Linked DNA regions of Mus musculus: all the other regions are linked to region 3. A link is a contact called in public Hi-C and HiChIP or PLAC-seq data. All regions are on one chromosome and are shown on one strand. The core of a region is the stretch at or near the end of the contact, and the rest is flanking DNA. Distances in the headings are between cores, read along the strand shown. Region 1 overlaps Me3 (malic enzyme 3, NADP(+)-dependent, mitochondrial). Region 2 overlaps Me3 (malic enzyme 3, NADP(+)-dependent, mitochondrial). Region 3 holds the start of Prss23 (protease, serine 23).

Region 1 (3,531 bases), core at 910-3,409, 250 kb before region 3:
TCCCTCTTCTTGATTTTCTTGTGGCAAAACAGCTTCTTGATACGTTTCAAGTTGTGCTAGACAAGCTTGTCAGAAGAGTATAGGTCAGATCCCCCCAGAGACATTGAATTTCCTGTCTCTGCTCAGAGATGGGGTGACTGCATATTCTGGTTTCTGTTTGTCTTGATACAATTATGATTTGCTTTTTCCTTTTCACTCGAAAAACTTGCTGATCTGCAGATTTAGTGCATTACATTCATTTGGATGCCAACTAAAGAAATTCAAGGCTTTTTTGTTTGTTTGTTTCAATTTTTATTATCGTTGAGGGGTGGTGGTGCTCATGTGGAGGTCACAAGGCAACTTTTGTGGAGTCTGTTCTCTCTTTTCACCCTTGTGTGGGCTCTGGGGCTCAAACTCAGGTTGCCAGGCTTTTGCAGTTGGCACCTTTACCTACTGAGATGTCGTTGCCAATCCCACCCCCAGCTTGTTGTTGTTGTTTTTTAAAGCTCATTCTTTTGGCTGTATTGTTTGAATTCTTTCCCATATAGTTCTTAAGATCCAAATAATAAGGGGCTGGAAATATGTCTTGGTGACTAAGATGTTGGTTGTTGTTCTAGGGCAATGAATGGTTCTCAACCTTCTTAATGCTGTGTCCCTTTAATACAGTTCCTTGTGTTGTGGTGACCTCCAACCATAGAATTATTTTGTTGTTCCTAAGTGCTTGCTGCACAGACAGGAGGTCCTGATGTGGATCCCCAGCATTAAGTTCTGTAGAAGCTGGCATGGCCATGCACATCTGCAACCCTAGTGCAGAGTCAAGCAGCTCCTGAAGCTTTGCCTGCCAGCTGCATGGCCAAATTGCTGAGCTCCAGGTCCAGTGAAGGAGACTGTCTTACAAATTAGGTAGCGACAACTGAGGAAGACAGCCGATGTCAACATTTGACATCTACATGTACCCAAATACACACACACACACTCACACACACATACACACATACACACTCACACACACATACATGCACATACACAGGCACATGTGTGTGGAAACACGCACACATACACACACTCAAACACACATGCATGTAGGCACACTCATGCATTCATTCGTGCATGCAGGCAGGCACATGTGCATACACACAAACAAACATACACACACACATGCACACATGCATGAATACAGGCACACATGTGCACACAAACAAACACCCCCCACAATCCCTACACTCACACCTAAATGAATAACAACCAAAAGGAGTCAGAGTAGTATAGAAAAGCAGGCAAGAAGCCACTCTGCCTCCTGTATCTGGCTGATGTCTAGATTACAGCCTTCTTTTGACAGAAAGAAAAAAAAATGTAAGAAGTTTGGTTTTTTTGTTTTGTTTTTATTCATTTTTGGCCTTCCTGGATTTTGCAAATGTAATATATTGCTCTAACCTCTTTGTTGATTATGAGATGGATTTGGCAGCCGAAATTTGCTGAGCCGAATTCCTCGGGTTGGGGAAGAATGTCTCCATGCAAATTCTTTGAATAAGAAGGATCTGAGGAGGTAGGGAAGGTATGCAAACTGAACAAGCACAGGTTTTCTTAAAAAGCCTGAACACAGAGGGAAGCCAGGAAGGACTGTCCTGTGTGTCTGTCACACCACGTGCCTCCTCTGTGGGCAGGAGGGAGGGAAGGCCACACAGATGGCAGACACTGTAGGCCACGTAGAAAATGAGCGTGGAATCTGACAGTGCCAACTCTGTTGCTCACAGATGATTCCAATTAGACCAGAGAAGGTTAATGTAGTTTCAACCATTACTTGAAATACTAAAATACGCCAAGGAACCCAGAGAGAGTGGGTACAAAAGAGTTCCTTTTTCTATCGCAATATTGACTCTTCCAGAAATAATAATCACTGATCCAGGCCCCCTTTATTCTGAGAAGTCACACTTTATACTGTTTGCTTTCTTTCCTGGCTATGAACGTGGCAAAAGCTCACACATGCCTCCACTTTATAAAATAAACTCCTTGCTGCCTCCTTCCAGGCTGCTGGTTAATCTGAGTCTCTGGGAAGCAAGGTTTCTAAGTATTCTAAGTCAAACTTTTGATATTCGAAGCAAATACTCATCAACTCATGATTCTGACACTGCTGTCTTCCTGACTCAGATGCAGCCAGTGAGTCATTTGTTTACAGATCCGTGCAAGATGGAGAAAAACATCCTCTCTGCTTGCTTTTCCAAAACAAGTTGAAGAAGTACTCACACATACCTTTTCCCACTCAGTCATAAATCTCTGCAGCTTCTAGGCACTCGCCAGCCTGTGGAGACGCCCTGAAACAACAGGCCCCCACACAAAGGCTGTAAAAGCCCCAATCCATTTCATGCAAGAATTTATGAGACAATTGTAAAGGTAGGCGTTAGAGGCTTATCTTAAAGCAATTTGTAAGCGGAAGCCCCTACCTACCCTCTTTCATTTATCATACAAGCATTTCTGGGGCTGTCACTGCAAATTAGTCATGAAATCTGGAATTTAATAAGAGAGAGTGGAACACAGTTTCAAGAGGACAAAAGTTCACTGGGAACACATCCACTTGAATCCTAAAGACCTTACTCACCAGAAGCAAATGTAAGAGACAGCAAAGTGCCTGGAACTATCGTCTCAAGAACCCTACTCATCTGATGGGGTTAATCAGAAAGGACGTATTTGACCCAATTTGTTGTTTTGACCAAGTTTAGCCTTGAAACTATAAATATCATTAAAGGAGGAAATCCCAGCACCTTCAGGTCAGACAGGCCAATGCCCTATTAGCAAAATGGTAGTAGTCCTTACCCATTGCCAGTTATATTTAAATGTAAATGGAGTAAATCTGTTAACCAAAAATTATAGAATTGCTGAATGAATAAGAATAGAGAAATCAGATATATACTTCCTATGAAAGCTCACTGTACTTGTAAGGAAACAAGCTGAAACTGAGAATATAAAAAAAAAATTCCATGTAAATGAAAATCAAAAAGGCATGGTGTTTATACTTACATCAGAAAAAGTAGACTATAAATCAAAAATTATGCAAAAGAGATAAAGGAGATTATTATATCATGATGAGAAAGGAATCAATTAATCAAGAATGCTTAATGATTATCATCTCCAAATTGGAATTAATGAATAAATTCAATAAGGTCAAAGAATAAAAAACAATTATAAAATCAGTGATGTTTCCATAAATAACAATGAACTATGTAGAAAAAGAAATTAGGAACAGTCCTATTTGGGACAGTTGTATAAACAGTTTCAGCTGGGCGTTTGATGCTCACCTGCACTCCACAGCTGGGGAAGTGGAGGCAGGGGGATCAAGAGTTTGAAGCCTAAACTACACAGGGACTGCAAGGGCAGCCTGGACCATACAGCATGATGAAATGAAACAAATAACAACCTTGGATTAAATGGTAACCAACCAGGGAAAGGATAAATATAAAGAATGTTGATGTGACACAAATAGTCTGAATAAACAGCATAGTCACTGAATTTTCCATAAGTAAAGTTATTTTGTATAATTCTTATTTCATATAAACT
Region 2 (3,624 bases), core at 824-3,323, 200 kb before region 3:
CTTTAAAAGCAAAAAGCAAAACAAAACAAAACAAAAAAACCCTGAAAAATTAAACATGATGGGCCTTGCAGTCACTTTGCACAACAAAATGAACCAGTCCCAGATGGGCAAACACTGAACAATTGCACATGTCTGACATTTCTTAAATAGGCAACCTTGTACAACAGTGGTTGCCATAGGCTCAGAAAAGGATGAAGTAGGTATAAAATTTCAGTTATACAAAATGAAGTTCTAGAGATACATTGTACAGTATTTTCCCCCATAATGGCTTACAACAACATTTGAAATAGTTTATACTTTTATGTCTGTTTTAAAGCGTTGATCTTACATTAAGTCTTCTAGAAGAGGAGCAGTATTAATAGTAACAAGTAGAAACTCTATGGTGAAGAATAATTCTATATTCATATTTTAAACATAGTAACAATAGCGATAGCTAATTAGGCTGCATAGCACAGTGGGTTCAGCTGCGCTGTCTAGATGGAGACAAGTTCTCAAGGCGTTGCAGGAAGGGAAGGGGCATGGACACATGAACACAGACTTGTATGTGGGTGGGTGGGTGGGTGGCTTTCTCAGGACTGAGGTCTGCAGCCTTGAGGCAGAATGAAATCTCTGGAAGGTTTTCAACAGAGTGCAGAGACAAAAATTTGTTTTTCTACCAACGATCACTTTGGCTATGTCAATGAAGGACATTTTTGTTAGGGACTAAGGATGTGCTGATGAGCTGAGTTTCCTGCAATTGTCTGGATAAGGTGAGATAGCATCCTGGGATCAGACTATGGAACCCAGATGGAGAGAAGTCAAAGGATACGGTGTATTGAGAAAGGAAACGAACAGGACCTGGTGACACATGAGCCTTGAGATTGGGCGAGAGAAGGGGACAATGTCAAGGGACACTAATAACTAATAAGCCTCATAACTGGATGGCTGATAGTGGCACTGTTCAGAGGAGACACTAATGATGAGAACCACAATTATTTGGAAGAGAGACTTTTCTCATATTTTATTTTATACAAATTGTTTGGCTTTGATACATTCCCTTAGAGATGTGTAAGTCGCTGGCTATCTTGACGTCTGTCTATCTTGTACAACTTTTATAATATTTTCTTATTTGAGATTTTGTTTTAATGAAAAGAAAGCATCTCTGTGTTTTGTTCTGTGCCCAAAAGAAGTATTTAGAGACAAACATTGGGCTAGGTATTTGTTCATTCATTTGTCTCCTTGGTTCTCCTCCAGCTTTACATTATTCTGTGATGGGCGGGCAGGAACTTGTTCTGCTTCAGCCTTTAACCACTATAGAACATTTTCCTCCTGCTTTCTTTTCTTGAATTGCTTCATGGGAAATGACACAAATAAGGCATTTCATTTACCACGTTTACAGTACATTCAGTTGTTCTAGGGCTCAGGCTGCCACCACACTGAAGTGTGCACAGTTTACACCACAGAGACACATGCAGTGACTTTTGAGGTCAGTTTAAGCTGCTATCTCCAGCTCTGATTTCTTGTATCTAATTTTAACATAACTGCTGCACTTTATAGCCCTTCTGCAGACTAAAGTATTGCTTCAGGTGGGTAGGTCAGGGATGTTATCCACAGGGTGTTTATGACTCATGTTTGCAAAGGACATTATCAGGCAACCCATGAACACCACAGCACACACCAGCAATGCCATCACCACCATGACAAGACTATTAGTTTTTCTACCTTTTTATTTAGCACCTCTTTCCTAGGTATGCACTAGTAGATGTGGGATATTTGTACACCTAGCCCTACACCTATGGTGGTATATAAGGGAATATGCTATTTTGCTCAGGGGCTCACATCCCAGTGAGGTGATATGAAGAAATTGATGCTATTTAAGATAATGAGCAGCATAGATACAGAATTTTCAAGTGCTGTGAGATTGCAGAACACAGAGAAATCACTTGGGGGCTTTGTGGGTTTCTGTGTGTGTTGAAGACATGCCTTTGAAGTATCATTTTTAGACAGCTCTTTTAGACTAAAGGCATGAGACAGGAAGCTAAACAGGTATAAAGCTCCAGCTGATGGAAGATTAGTCACTATCTGGGTGGTGAGTATGACAGGGTAGTGGTTTCAGGCAGGGAGGCTGGATGTAGGCTGAGCCAGATAGATATGAGCCCTGCAAAGTTGCACCAACTGTAATGCTTTGGAGGCAATGGTGAGCCAGTGGAGGTGTGTTATAGTTTGACCTCAGCTGTGTACTGAGCAATAGCTGATGACCAATAGGGAAGTCAATCCAGCAGGCAAAAATGGTCCAATTGTCACGTAAGTGAGACCCTGGCATCTCTGGGGAGGACTGGAGAGAGGCAGAGGCTATACACCGTTAGGCAGTAATAGCAGAGCTGTTGCCATAGTCTGTGTTAAGATTTAGCATGTGGAATACCGAATCTGGTTCTCCATATGCCTTCCCTTATGGGATGAATTGAATCCTCTTAAAAGTCATGAGTTGAATCCCCCTTTCTCAGTGCTTCAGATTGAGATTGCATTTGGAGAAGTCTTAAAAGAGGAGTAAAATGGATGTTGTTATTGGAGTCCTCAAAACAATATGATTGTTTTCTTTATAAGAAATGGAAGCCAAGACACTGAACCCAGAGAGATGACCTTGTGAGGACACAGTGGGAAGATGGACATCTCCAAGCCAAGAGGCTGAGCTCAGAAGAACCCCGCAAGCCTGCTTGCACTGTAACCTTTTAGCTTCTCGAAATATGAAAGAATGAGTTTCTGTTGTATAAGTCACATTGCCTGTGGCATTTTGTTGTGGTAACCTGATCAAACCAACACATTTCCTGTTAGCTAAATCTCACCATGGTTCAAGCTTGTGTGGATAGGGGATCTAAGAAGTCTTCTGGGGACTGAGACCATGTTTTCTGTTTTTTATTTCACCCTCTTCATCACCACAATCACAGAAAACATAACAGCATATGCAAGAGAATTATGGAAATTTGGTCACTTGATCAAGAATGTCACTAGGTTGTTTTGTCCGGGTTCTAGCTTTGTTCTAAAAAAACCTGCCAATTGGTTCAAAAAGCTCATGATGACTCCTTATACTGCACTAGTTTAGATCTAGATTCTTAGGCTTTTGGGAGGGACAATACTCTAGTTCAAACTGGAATGACCACTGAGCTTTGCTGACAAACTACAACTTGGAAAAATGATATATATGTAAAGAGAATCTGTCCTCAAGGAGAAAAGCCATTGGAGAAATTAAGGAACATTTTATGGAACTGATATGTCTCTAGAGAGGGTGACTTCATTACTATATACAAAGAGAGAGAGAGGAAGATGAGCCTTAATTGGTTGCCTTAATTGGGCAAACATAGAGACGCTCCTGGAAGTCTCACTGTAACCAATAGGAAGACAGAGTTTCACAGATCGTTGCTTGATGAGACTAAGTCAGCATCCAAATCTAAGGTGATTCATTTACCTTGTGAGATAAGGTGTGGTTACATTATACCAACAAGAAGGAAACTTTTACACCACTGTACTTTTAATTTGGAGATGTCAAGTTTTCTTGTTTCTTGTTAGCAACAAGAAAAAAGATGATAGAGAACACTCTGGATTATCTAAAGATGATGCCTCTCTAGTTTAGCAGGACCTGGAGAGGAT
Region 3 (3,349 bases), core at 548-3,047:
TGGGGACCAAGTATTTTAAATGCCAGAGACTATGGGAAACATCTCATTCAAATCACCAAGAGTTAATCTGGTTTTTATGTGCTAAGCTTTGGCCCTAGGAAATTACCACTTTCACAGTTATGTTAACAAGAAAGAGAGCTGGGAAGAACAAGAAGTGAGAGAACAGAGTGTTTTAGGGCCTTGCACAGACCACAGGAGTGGAAGCACTGTGGAGAACTGACTGAGAGAAACCCTAAATTTTACTGTTCCGGAAGAGAATCTTTGTATTCGATCAGTTTGAGTTTTATTCTTGAGTTGTTCAAACGTTTAAGTTTTCACCTAGCTTTATGTATACACTCACATTAATGGATTGTTTAAAAAGAAAATGTAAGCTAAGACAGGGGAGGTCTAAGAAGGTTTTGCCTTTAACGTGGTGGACAATACTAGTTTCCTTTATGTTTGAGAAACACTACTCAACAATGTGTTCAGGGCTTTCCTATTTAAAGGCAAGGCAAACACTAGCTCACTGGACATGTCACTAACATCCTGGTGTGGAATAGGATGTCAGGCCCTCCCTTTCTGAGGGCAAGCTTTGACAGGAAAAAAGGAAGGCTACTCTGGGATTGACAGGAGAAAAAAGAAGGAGGAGGAAGAGGAGGAGGAGGAGGAGGAGGAGGAGGAGGAAGAGGAGGAGGAGGAGGAGCAGGAGGAGGAGGAGAAGGAGGAGAAGGAGGGAGAGGAGGAGGAGGAGGAGGAGGGAGAGGAGGAGGAGGGAGAGGAGGAGGAGGAGGAGGAGGAGGAGGAGGAGGAGGAGGAGGAGGAGAGAAGAAAACGACCTCTGCAAAATTTTGTCCTACTGTTCAGGAGCTGTCTGACTGCTAGCAAGATTAGGCCTCTCCAGTCCTCCAGTCCTGAGGGGAAATCCACAGCTCCACCCTTTTCATCTCCATGACCTGCATGAAGGGTTGGTTCACAGAAATGGATGTGTGGATAGTCTTAAGAGACTACTAAGACTATATAGCATTAGATATTTAAATAGTGAGGTCACCAGGCTGACTCAGTCCCCCAGGTGTGGACTTCTCCAGTGATTTAGGGAAACAGGCACCATAAGCTAGGAGGTGGCTCCACCAGCTGGTGCCCTGGTGCCCCAGTAAAGACCAGGCCGGGGGCGTCACCAGTCAACCCCTGGGAAGCTGCCAAGTCCGCGATCCCTTGCTGTGCTCTGGGACCCAGTATGCTAGCAGCTGAACTGCAGGGCCTGCAACCTCGGTAGCCTGCCTCTGGATTACAAACTGAGGTACACTCTAGAAGCGCTAGAGGAGGAACTAAGGTGGAAAGGAGCTCGGTCGTCACTATTCAAGGCGCACAGAATGCGCACGGGTGAGGAGCTTACAAGTTTGAATTCTGCTTTGCAAACTTGCCTAGCGGCGCTCCACGCACCCGGGGTGCTGGAGGACTGGAAGGTTGGAAGGGACCGCCCACTCTGGAGCATTGCTTTAGCAGACTCTGGGCAATGTAGACCCCTAGAACTTGGTGTGAAGTTGTCTAGAGCGGGAGAGTGCAAGAGTCACTGGTAGGAGCCGTTCATCGGACACGGTGCAGGGGCATCGAGTACGGGGACCCGCTGGTGGTGACGCGCTGCGGAGACCCACCTGCGCGGGGCCCGAGGGTTCTGGACCTCTGAATAGCAGGGTGACGCTGGCTGGAGGCAGGCGGCTAGGGGAAGGGGAGGCGACGGCCGGCGGGCTGCGCGGCTCGCGGCTGGGGGCGGGGCGGGAGGGCCCGGGAGGCGAAGGGGAGGGGATGGGGGGCGGACCGGGTGCTGCAGGCTCTGCTGGACCTCAGGCTCGCACTCGGCCACTCTGCGGAGCAGGCATGGGAGCCGCGCGCGTCCTCCGGGCGCCCACACCTGTCTGAGCGGCGCACGGCCGCGGCCCCGGCGGGCTGCTCCACGCGGGTGAGTGCGATGCGGGGACCCGGCGTCTCCCGCTGGGTCCGAAGGACCAGGCGTGTGCCGGAGCCGGACAAAGAGTCGGGTGCGCGCGGGGTGGGGTGGCTGCGGGTAACACCGGGGAGTTTGCCGTGGCTTCCGCACAGACTCTGGGCTTAGGACAAGAGCCTGAAAGAGCCTCCCTCCCCGGACACCGGCTCTGTACAGCGTTTGGATTCACTCAGTGTCTCTCTTAAAGTGGATGGGGAAAAGAAGGTTTTGAAAGCGCTGTCTTGGATGCAAGGTGTTGTCTAGGGGTCAAGTGGAGCTGTGTATGGCAAGGTGTCCCTGGAGAGGTCAAGGTAGGCTCTCCCCCACGAACACACACTGTAACCTCTACCATTTTCTTTCTTTGAGTTTTGCGCCTACTGTATCTGACTTCATCGTGCTCTGAGCATTAATTTTTAACCTGGCACGTGACTATGAACACACCTTAACAAGCAAGAAAAAGTCAGCAAACACAAGTTGGGATCAGGCTCTGTGCTGGGTGCCGACTTTGCTCTGAGTGCTAAATCTAGAAAATTATGCCTGGGCTATCAACAGTTGTTGGAAGCAAATATTTCTTCAGCATGTAGCCATTTATCACAAATTGCTAACTGAAAGAAAAGATTTGCCCTCCCCTAGAACTTTTAAGAGAGGAAGATGTGTTTAGATGGAGCAATACCACCCCCTCCTGAAATGGAGCCGATTCTCCCTCCCACCTCCCTCAGAGCATCCCTTGAGAAAAGCCTCTGATTAAAATCCTGTTTGTTTTATTGTCCATTGGGTGACATCCACGAGAATTTAGAAACAGCCCGTAGCCTGTGGAAAGTTCCAGATGATTCAGGATCTCGGTTAGTATAGAAATTGCTACTCCCAGGTCTTGTAAGTGAACTTGAGAGGTCCTAGCGAATGCCTTAAGGACAGATAGGTCAATACAAAATAGCCTTATCAGGCTCTGTGAGAAGAGTTTGATTTATAGTTGAAGTTAGGTTTTTCCAAAATCCCTATTGCAAATTAGTATCAGGATATTGTTAGACATTGTTTCGGGGGGGGAAAGTGTTTAAAAGAACTATTACCTGTCTTTCTAGGAGTCTCCTAGGAGTGAGGTACAGTAGTGCATGCCTGTGAATCCTAACACTTCGAAGGCTGGGGAAGGCCAGTGAACTTGAGGCTAGCCTGTGTTATTCAGTGAACATTTTTAAAGAGTCTCTTAGAACTGGATTGGGGACGGGATAAAGAGACCGAGGATTCTTTTGAAGGCACTACATTCATTTTTTTTCTGAGTGTGCCATAAATATATGAATAAATCTTCACTTGTATTTTCCATTATTATAAACAGGCAGTAGGCAGCTTGTCATGCTTTCTCTGACCTTGGAAGGAAGCAGTCTTCCAAGGTAA

The links. A called contact is a pair of places that touch in the nucleus more often than the background predicts. HiChIP or PLAC-seq counts read pairs in DNA pulled down with a chosen protein or histone mark.
Region 1: a contact with region 3 is called in a Hi-C map of uterus, with 4 times the contacts expected there. The contact joins the enhancer-like site here to the promoter of Prss23 in region 3. A contact is called at or near these places in 4 of 39 promoter capture datasets (the C10 cell line, cranial neural crest, liver and 1 more), 7 of 484 Hi-C or Micro-C datasets (the MC3T3-E1 cell line, adipose-derived mesenchymal stem cells, cerebellum and 4 more), 17 of 115 datasets of contacts at active chromatin or transcription factors (the NIH/3T3 cell line, cardiomyocytes, craniofacial prominence and 10 more) and 4 of 9 other capture datasets (adipose tissue, embryonic stem cells, liver and 1 more).
Region 2: a contact with region 3 is called in a FOXA1 HiChIP or PLAC-seq map of pancreatic cancer cells. The contact joins the enhancer-like site here to the promoter of Prss23 in region 3. A contact is called at or near these places in 2 of 39 promoter capture datasets (the 3T3-L1 cell line and liver), 5 of 484 Hi-C or Micro-C datasets (the 3T3-L1 cell line, 3T3-L1-derived adipocytes, embryonic fibroblasts and 2 more), 4 of 115 datasets of contacts at active chromatin or transcription factors (embryonic stem cells, pancreatic cancer cells and stem cell-derived neural progenitor cells) and 4 of 9 other capture datasets (adipose tissue, embryonic stem cells, liver and 1 more).

The regions. Positions count from the first base shown.
Region 1 is chr7:89,768,274-89,771,804 of GRCm38.p6, reverse strand. All of the region lies in intron 3 of Me3 (malic enzyme 3, NADP(+)-dependent, mitochondrial), which reads right to left. Among named protein-coding and RNA genes, the nearest start is that of Ccdc81, 130 kb to the left of the region's middle. Within about 2 kb of position 2,159, at least 71 of the 459 cell types and tissues checked have an H3K27ac peak or open chromatin away from gene starts, as enhancers often do. A contact at or near this core is called in the NIH/3T3 cell line, adipose tissue, cerebellum and 4 more, where this site is marked.
Region 2 is chr7:89,711,235-89,714,858 of GRCm38.p6, reverse strand. The region is part of intron 1 of Me3 (malic enzyme 3, NADP(+)-dependent, mitochondrial); the gene reads right to left. Among named protein-coding and RNA genes, the nearest start is that of Me3, 80 kb to the right of the region's middle. Within about 2 kb of position 2,073, at least 15 of the 459 cell types and tissues checked have an H3K27ac peak or open chromatin away from gene starts, as enhancers often do. A contact at or near this core is called in pancreatic cancer cells, where this site is marked.
Region 3 is chr7:89,516,034-89,519,382 of GRCm38.p6, reverse strand. It overlaps Prss23 (protease, serine 23), which reads left to right and starts at 1,797. Exons shown (of 2, transcript NM_029614.4): 1 at 1,797-1,936.